Linked DNA regions of Zea mays: regions 2 and 3 are each linked to region 1. The links are chromatin contacts, called in public Hi-C maps. All regions are on one chromosome and are shown on one strand. The core of a region is the stretch at or near the end of the contact, and the rest is flanking DNA. Distances in the headings are between cores, read along the strand shown.

The links. A called contact is a pair of places that touch in the nucleus more often than the background predicts.
Region 2: a Hi-C map of leaf shows a contact between it and region 1, with 3 times the contacts expected there. The contact joins the promoter of LOC103636016 here to the promoter of LOC100273227 in region 1. A contact is called at or near these places in 12 of 25 Hi-C or Micro-C datasets (bundle sheath, ear, endosperm and 4 more) and 2 of 3 datasets of contacts at active chromatin or transcription factors (leaf and seedling).
Region 3: a contact with region 1 is called in a Hi-C map of bundle sheath, with 2.0 times the contacts expected there. The contact joins the promoter of LOC100281394 here to the promoter of LOC100273227 in region 1. A contact is called at or near these places in 3 of 25 Hi-C or Micro-C datasets (bundle sheath, ear and leaf).

The regions. Positions count from the first base shown.
Region 1 is chr8:141,968,540-141,971,563 of Zm-B73-REFERENCE-NAM-5.0, forward strand. LOC100273227 (3'-5' exonuclease domain-containing protein / K homology domain-containing protein / KH domain-containing protein) reads right to left here and starts at 1,350. Exons shown (of 10, transcript NM_001147669.1): 1 at 1,212-1,350; 2 at 120-280. The coding sequence starts at 1,266.
Region 2 is chr8:142,158,331-142,161,387 of Zm-B73-REFERENCE-NAM-5.0, forward strand. LOC103636016 (carbamoyl-phosphate synthase large chain, chloroplastic) reads left to right here and starts at 1,386. Exons shown (of 3, transcript XM_008658380.4): 1 at 1,386-3,057. The coding sequence starts at 1,851.
Region 3 is chr8:142,210,798-142,213,608 of Zm-B73-REFERENCE-NAM-5.0, forward strand. It overlaps LOC100281394, which reads left to right and starts at 1,394. Exons shown (of 5, transcript NM_001367351.1): 1 at 1,394-2,034. The coding sequence starts at 1,609.

The DNA of each region.
Region 1 (3,024 bases), core at 100-2,599:
TTTTATTCCACTTATAAGAAAAATGAATGGCTGCTGCATAAAGTTTTTTGTGATGTCACAATCATGAAAACAAAACCCTATAATACAACATCATGCCAGCTAAGGTTACTTTTGCTCACCTGCATAATACAGAGAGCACCATTGCGGCAGAGATCAACACCTTCACAGTCAAATCCAATTACCAACTTCTGGGCAGCTGAGGGTTCAAGAAACTCGACTGGGAGTTGACCAGGTTTGGTAACGATATGATAGGAGGGGCATGGTAATTCTGGGTTGTTATCTGCAAGAGAAATCAAGTGATCAATACAAAGCAATTAAAATTGGCTCATTGGTGCACAACTGTAGAAGCAACCCCAATCAAGGGGAAACTATATGGACAAAAACAGTTCCCTGTTCTGAGCAAGATAACCGATCCTAGCAAGCAAAAAACCTACCAACAAAACACACAGGTAGCGATATGCAGCCAATTTCACTGCCAAACTATTAAGTAAATGGATAAAGTGCATCGGAATGGAATCATAAGAACTTGTTCCAGAATTTCTGGCACAATGCAGCTACACAACTAATTCTTCATCAATGCTAAAAAGAGTACTGATGAAGTAGCCAGCACCTATCAGCAAGTAATTATCACAAGATCAGGCACTATGATATTCACAAATTATTTGCATATAAAAATACAGAACTATTGGTGATTGAAGAGAACAAGTATTTCACTTGGAACTATGGGCATTCACTCCAAGTAATTCTGCAATCCCGCCCAAAAAAGACCTAGTCCCTAGAGCAACCCGCACGAAGTTACTAGCTGCGCGATCAAATAAGCATCTGCATACCAACATTACGAGCCCAAAAACCCTAAGATTATACCATGACACAAAACGCTCCAACAAAACACAGCAAGGTAGAAGCTAAAACACAAGTACACAAGGACTAAACGAACTCCCAGAACCCTAAAAGCAGCGGACGCCGATGCGGCACCGTGAGCACAGATGTACGGGCTCGCGCCGCGCGGGCGCAGCACTATGAGCGCGAAACGGTGGGGCGCTTCAAGCGAAACGGAGGGGCCGCTCGGTCATATGCGAAACGGAGCAGCAGGCAGCGGGATCGCAGCGACCTAACGCGCCACGATTTACACCGCGAGTAGAGCAACACTGGGAGAGCCGAGCCACCAGGAGGATGAAGAGAGAGGGGAGAGGCATAGGTAAGTGCCGCACCTGAGGGGTCGTCAGCGTCGGCGGGGTCGAGGGGCTCGGAATGGTGGGAGGCCATCCCGATCCCCTCACGATCGCTCGCAGGGGGAGAGAGGCAGGAGGCGGGCGCACCGGCGACGTTGAGGAACAAGGACGAAAAGGGAACACGAGGGGTGCGCCGTGCGCGGCTGCGCCTACTCGGCTATAGCTAATAGTCGCCGCGCCGGTGCTGCGGAAGTGAGGCGACGGTTACCGCTAGCAGCTGTCGGCTGGGCTTGGGCCTGTTCATTTATTGCGTGAACTCCACTGGCAGCCCAATCTGCGATGATGATGCCCTGATGCTATTGCACTCCCTCAACTAACAATTTACTGTGGTAAGGCTATCCACACTCGTACCATTCTAAATATTCTTTTTTATAGCAAAATTCTTTACCCTATATTATTATATTGACTCTATATCTTAATCATATACCAACTACTATATGTATAATATTATTTTTTCCTATTCTTTTTCTTTTCTTACTCAACTACCTCCTGTTTATTGTACTGATGTTGTACGGCGAGTAGAAGGTTAGTAAACTCTGGGAATAACGTTTCTTGTGCTCGCTCTAATTCTGCATACACGGCTGCAGCATTTACCTACTGCATACAGCATACTGCATATGTAATTGCATGATCATAGCGTTTGTTTTGGCGTTTGTGACTGCGGCTAGCCTAAACTCACTTTTTCTTTCGAACTCCATAATCAGATATCTGACTCACAAGACCATTCAAATTACTTCCTGCTATAGTTTCATAGTTTCAAGTAGTTTTAAAAACGGTTTTGTCTCTTTCTTATTTTTAGTTAAATCTAGTAAATACTTGATATAAGACTATTAAAACATAGAAAACATCTCTATATTTCTAAAAATTTTGAAAAAAAAAATCCTAGAGCAGAAGCTTTCAAAAAATAGAACTATATTCCAAACATCCAAAAAAGTTTCAAACATTATAATCGATGCCTCAGCGTGTTTTGAAAACTTTTCACAAAACATTTTGACTAAACTTATTTAATTTTGGCAAAGTTTATAGAAAATACATCAAAATGTATAATGTCTGTTGACGGGAAAAGGTGGCCAAGATATGTGAAGGACTTTATAACTACGTTCCTAATGTCATAACAATCTAGAAAAAATATTTGGATCGTCACATTTAAATTCCGCTCGACAAAAGGAAGGTTTTAGGTTGTCTCCAGCAACGTCCTCTATATCTATCCTCTATATCTATCTCAGTCTCCTTTAAAAGATTTCATCCTTTATATATCCTTTCTCTTCAACAACATACTCTAAATCATGTCATCTATACACAAATACGTATATTAGAGATATTTTTATTTTTTATTTTTTACATATGTATTTTTCATACTCTCAAATGTATTGTACATATTTTAGTTTTGCTAAACCGGTTATTTAAAGTATTCAAATAGATAGAGGCCCGTTTAGAGAAACTCTATATATATAGAATCTAGCAGCGTCCTCTAAATTTAGAGGACCATTTAGAGGACGTTGCTGGAGAGCATGGTTTTCTATATTTAGAGTAGAGGAGGTTTTAGAGACTATTGCTTATTGCTGGAGCCAGCCTTAGGCTATCCACAACTTTGCACGATACTCTACCGAGTTGGAGTAAACTATAGGGCAAGAAAAAGACCACAACTGGATACTCTAAAATAGAGGCGGGCATGAAGAACGGCACATTCAGTTCAGCATATGTACGGCAGCCACTCTATGCATTATACCAATGAGCAGCAGCGGCAACATGTGTACGAAAAAGTTTTGATAGTTGGTATAGGGTTGAGATA
Region 2 (3,057 bases), core at 136-2,635, 190 kb after region 1:
GGTACCAGATAAACAATCATATGATATACTAACCTCCCATTGAACTCAGAGACAATTGTGATATTCAACCATAATTTAAACAACACATTCGAGACAGTTGTGACATTCAACCATAATTTATTTCAAAAAAAACTGCAGTGTGCCAATGCTTTACAACTAATTTATTTAATGGAATATTAAAAATAAAGAAAACACTAAGTAATATTGTATAAATCAGGATGGTGTTGCCACAAATGCCTCATCCGAAACCTATGTCACGACACAATTAAAAAATTAGCAAGACTACATTTACATTAAATTAAGATTAGAAAACAAATATATAAAGCATGCGAACCTGCGTCTAAAAGTCTTTGATTTGAATGTAGGATTAGCTGAGAAATAGTCTTTGTAAAGAAGCGTATGGTGTAGTAGTCTTTCACGATCTACTACGTCATGTCCCACAACAGAACCAATTCGACCCGGATGATTAACCAAATCATCAACGATTATGTGAGCGGCTCCAAAAAACAGATCATTGTCATCATCCGAAGAGGAGGGATCAATCACCTCGTTCATTACAAAATGATTGAATTCTTCATCTGAGTCCATACCGTTGCGGCGACAACTAACCACGACGGTGATGTCCCGTTTGCAGCTTTGCCTTAAGATTTTTGGAGCAAATACGAGCCAAGACAGTAGACGTCCTGATCTGTGCCTGGCTTTCAGCTTCCACGTCGTGCCTTTCAGCATGAAGACTTACAGGTCACGCGCTACAGCTTACATGTCCTGGCTGCCTGGCAGACTAGCTCAACAAATGGAGGCGGCATGATGTACCTGCAACGACGGCGGCCAGGCGTTCTTGTGCCTGCCTCGGCGGCGGCTAGAGTTGCTCGCGACAGCGGCGGATGGAATGACTGTGACGTCGGTGCCGGATTTGACTGCGATGGCGGCTTCGGAAATCAGCTGCAACAATGGAAGGAAACAATATAGTGTCCTGCGATGGCCCTGCAATGGCGGCGTGGGCTTCGGCTCCCGCGAGCAACGTCCAGAGGCTGCGCGAGCAACGTCCAGAGGCCAAATTTTATTGGTTTGTTGAGATTTGAACCAGTCAACATCTATATTTAAAGAGTTTGTTGGATAGATCCTTCCATTTAGTCCTTATCTATTTTTTTTCACAGTCATCTAAACTCTAAATTTAGATATGATATACCTAAGCTGTTGGAGATGCTCTAATAGCAACTCCAACAACACTGCTAAAAGAACCCGGAAAAGTGATTTTAGGGAAAAAGCGAGTTTTTTCTGGTTGCAACAGCTCACCCAATTTTTAGGCATCACATTGGTCGTTGCCTACTGTATATTTGTGTGAGCTGAGATCTCCCCAGTTCCCTATCACGCGTCAGTCGACCTGTTGCCCGCGTCAAATTTTACCCATGCGAATATTTTTTTTTCTAGCGTCAGCTTTGCTAGAGAGTGAGCCACGCTCAACTGTGCTGTTCCATGAGGCAACAAGATATCAATACTGCAAATGTCTGGGACACTTTTGCTGCGCATAGCATACACACAGGCTATTTGAGGTAACCAAATTGAGGACAAAGAAGAAAAGAATTCACGGTTTTGATCCCAAACAATTCCAATTTCTCACGCCAACTGCAAAGATACGTGATTTATTTCAAATTTTTTTTGAGATTAGTTATTAGCGATCTGATGTGGGTTTAGATTTTTTACAGCAGTTCTGATAAAACATTTTGGGAACAAATTTTTTAGTGCTCGCTCGCTGAGTTATCCCCTAATCCGCCGGGCTACTAAAAACCCTACCTTCCTCATCCAGACACTCCCCTTGCCGCCGCCTCCTCTGCCCCTCTCGCGCCGCCATGGCCACCTCGCTCTCCACCCCGTCGCAGCTCCGCACCTCACACTGCCACGCCCGCCGCTACGGCCGCCTCCTCGGCCTCCACCCGCGCGTCTCCTGCGCGCGCTGCCCGGCTCCCCGCCGCGCCGCCGCCCTCTCCGTGCGCGCCAACGCCGCCTCGACTGATGGCGACGCTGCCGTCACGGTGCGCCGCTTCCCGGCCGCGCCGACCAAGGCTGGGCGGCTCGCGGGCGTCAAGAAGATCATGATCCTCGGCGCGGGGCCCATCGTCATCGGTCAGGCGTGCGAGTTCGACTACTCCGGCACGCAGGCGTGCAAAGCGCTTGCCGAGGAGGGCTACGAGGTGGTGCTCGTCAACTCCAACCCGGCAACCATCATGACCGACCCGGGACTCGCCCACCGCACCTACATCGGGCCCATGACGCCGCCGCTCGTCGAGCGCATCATCGACGCCGAGCGCCCCGACGCGCTGCTCCCCACCATGGGCGGCCAGACCGCGCTCAACCTCGCGGTCTCGCTCGCGGACTCGGGCGCGCTCGACCGCCTCGGGGTGCGCCTCATCGGGGCATCCCTCCCCGCCATCCGCGCCGCCGAGGACAGGCAGCTCTTCAAGCAGGCCATGGACCGCATCGGCCTCAAAACGCCGCCCTCCGGCATCGGCACCACGCTTGAGGAGTGCCTCGCCATCGCCGAGGACATCGGGGAGCTACCGCTCATTGTGCGCCCGGCCTTCACTCTCGGGGGCACGGGCGGTGGCATCGCTTACAACAAGGCCGAGTTTGAGGACATCTGCAGGGCCGGCCTCGCCGCGTCGCACACTCAGCAGGTGCTCGTCGAGAAGTCGCTCCTGGGCTGGAAGGAGTACGAGCTGGAGGTCATGCGCGACATGGCTGACAATGTCGTCATCATCTGCTCCATCGAGAACATCGATCCCATGGGAGTGCACACGGGGGACTCCATTACCGTGGCTCCTGCGCAGACACTCACTGACAAGGAGTACCAGAGGCTCAGGGACTACTCGGTGGCCATCATTAGGGAGATTGGTGTGGAGTGTGGTGGTTCCAATGTGCAATTTGCAGTCAATCCTGCTGATGGGGAGGTGATGGTCATCGAGATGAATCCCAGGGTGTCCAGGTCGTCTGCACTTGCCTCAAAGGCGACAGGGTTCCCCATAGCCAAGATGGCTGCGAAGCTCTCAGTAGGCTACA
Region 3 (2,811 bases), core at 144-2,643, 240 kb after region 1:
GCACGGGCCAACTGCGCCGAAAGTGTGGAGGCAGGCTAGGACAAAATGCCGAGCCGAGCGAGCATTTTCTTTTTCCCTTTCCTTTTAGTTTATAAAATCAAATATATATATATATATATCAGATAAAATTCAGAATATTAAGAACATAATAAAATACATGTTTTCCAAAGAAATTATTTTGAACAACTATTATATTTTATAAAAAACAGTTTCCACACCAAATTAAATCGATAATTTGAATTTGAAAATCAATTCAAACAAAATAAATACTCTAAAATGAATGCATCAAACACTTTGCAAAACTTTATCTACTAAAAATTTATTAACTTTGTTTATAGCCCCATTTTCATTAATTGAAAACATAAACATTGTTCTAACAAAAACCACTAAATTAGGTTATGTTGCTTTAATGTGATGGATTTTGTGTGTTACACATTTATTTTAGTCACCCAACACAATTAGTTTTAGGAACTACTATACATTCCTCTTTAGTTGACTCTAAGGTCCTATCACCTGTGAATTGGGGCTTCGACATCTCGTCCATAGTACTACTTTAGTAGTCGTAGACAGAGCTGCCGCATACGCTCCAAGAAATCACTTAGTTCTTGTTCGATTTATATAGAAACCATGTGGATTAGGTGTATTGAAGTAGATTGTAGAGGATTTTGACTAGCAATGGATTTATTCTGGTGTCAATCCCAATGGATTTAGGAGAGAAAACAAACATGACCTTATTGTTAAAATTATATCCATATAAGTTGAATTTGATAATATATAATTTGAATAAATAGTTGAATAAAATCTCGAATCTAAGGTATCTAGACATCTGTTTCGTGGTCCAAATTTAAGTTCAAAAATAGTAAATATAACATTCGGATTCGATTGTATACGACAGCCAATCATGCCGAGCTGCAAACCTAGGAAGCGCTGGGCCAACCACCATCGAGCCTGACCACAGCATGCGACCATCGCATCTGATGTGTATGCCGCCAGGTGTGTAACCTCTGTGTGTTGTGTCACCCTCTGAATTAGTACAAACAAATTCCTTACAAATCAAACAGAAAACATCAAAATTGCATCGCTTTCTAACCAATTCAATCCTTTTCAAAATCTATAATGGAATCTTAGCGATCGAACCACTGTTAATTCATATGATCTAAATGAATCGTTAATATTATTGGACCGGCCTCGGACTTCTATATTGATTCCCTTGTCCTTGCCCATCCCACACCGCTTTCTACGATTCGACATGGAGAAGGTCCACTACACAGTGTCTGAAAGCACGGCGTATAAACAGTGAGCTTGTATTGTGGTTGTTGCTTGCTGCCACTCTCGCGTCGTCCTTGTTTGTACTATACAGCTGCTCTCAACCTTTCGTTCCGTGGCCCCTCTCGTTTATTCGCCCCTGCCACGACCAGGACCGCGTCGCGCGCTCGCGCCCTTCACGCCCTGCGCTGTGCTTGCCTCGTCGCGGCCACGTCCACCTACCTATACCTCTCTGTCCGACGACCTCATCCCCTTTCCCAAGATCCGAGCCGCGGCGTCTCCAAGTACCTCGCTCGCAGGAGCAGGTTGCAAGGAGCCAGCCACTCCTGCGAGTTTCTGGCGATGGTGGCCGTTGCGGCGGGAAGGCGGGCCGGCGGCGTTGGTGGCCGCCGGCGCTCGGGCTGCGGCCCGGGGCAGGCACAGCAGAAGCTACTAGCGATCGCCGTCGCCGCGCGCTTCGCTGAGGCCGTGGCGCCGCCGTCTGCGGAGGCCTCCCGTGCCGGCTCCGGCGGCTGTTGCGTAGAGCTCCTCGAGTGCCTCCTCGGGGCTCTGAGCGTCAACGCGGCCCCGCCGCCCGCGCAGCACAGGCGGGCCGTGCACTCGATCCGCCGCCGCCGCCCCCGTGGCGGGGGGTCCGCCGACGACCGCCACGCCGACGCTCCCTCGGGCCGCATCGCGGGAAACGGCGCATCCGCATCCGCAGCCGCGTCGCTCTACACCATGCAGGGCAGGAAGGGTGTCAATCAGGACGCCATGGTGGTCTGGGAGGTACAGTTGATACCATCAACAGCATTTCCCGCGTCCAGTAAATAATTTCGTTTTTAGTTTTTTTCCATCTTCCCGAATCCCGATTGCTTGATCTCTGTTCCGCCGATTCGTCTGTGGGATGTGAAAGTGAAACTCGTTTCGCGGATGCTCTAGAAGCATGTTCCGATACAACGGCGCACACGAAACATTTTCATGTTTTGTTGAGCTATGCTTTGGCCAGATGTGTCATGTGTGATGTTAACGTGCAAAAGGACTGCCTGGACTTTTGTGATTTTTAATTAGTCCTTAATGCGTAATGCTTGAGCTGGCGAAGACAACGAAAGATTTAAACTTTGACGCAGGGCATACATGTGTCATCTCCTCGTAGAATACCTGCCTGACCTCCCACCATCTGTCTTAGAATACCAATTTGATTCGTCTTCTCTTCCTCTTTCTTCACATGGATTGCCACTGGATATTGCCGGTATAGTCTTTTACCCAGTACTAGTTTAATCGGAGCTTAGTATTTGCTTTCCTGATGGAGTAACCTGTACGTAGGGAAGGGAGGGACTCCACATTAGTCTCTTCCTTATCCTTAGGCTTCCACATATGGACGATCTTATCTGCTTCGTGTGCTCCTTGAGTTGAACAGTTGACCCCTGCCATTCCCATTTGCTTATGTTCTTCTCATTAAGTTAGTTTGGTACTATCTGTCCACATAAGGCATTCTTGTCTCTTTAGATTTAGATTTTGTTACTTCACGGTTATACTGATTTTGTCTATCTATCTGTTGACGGC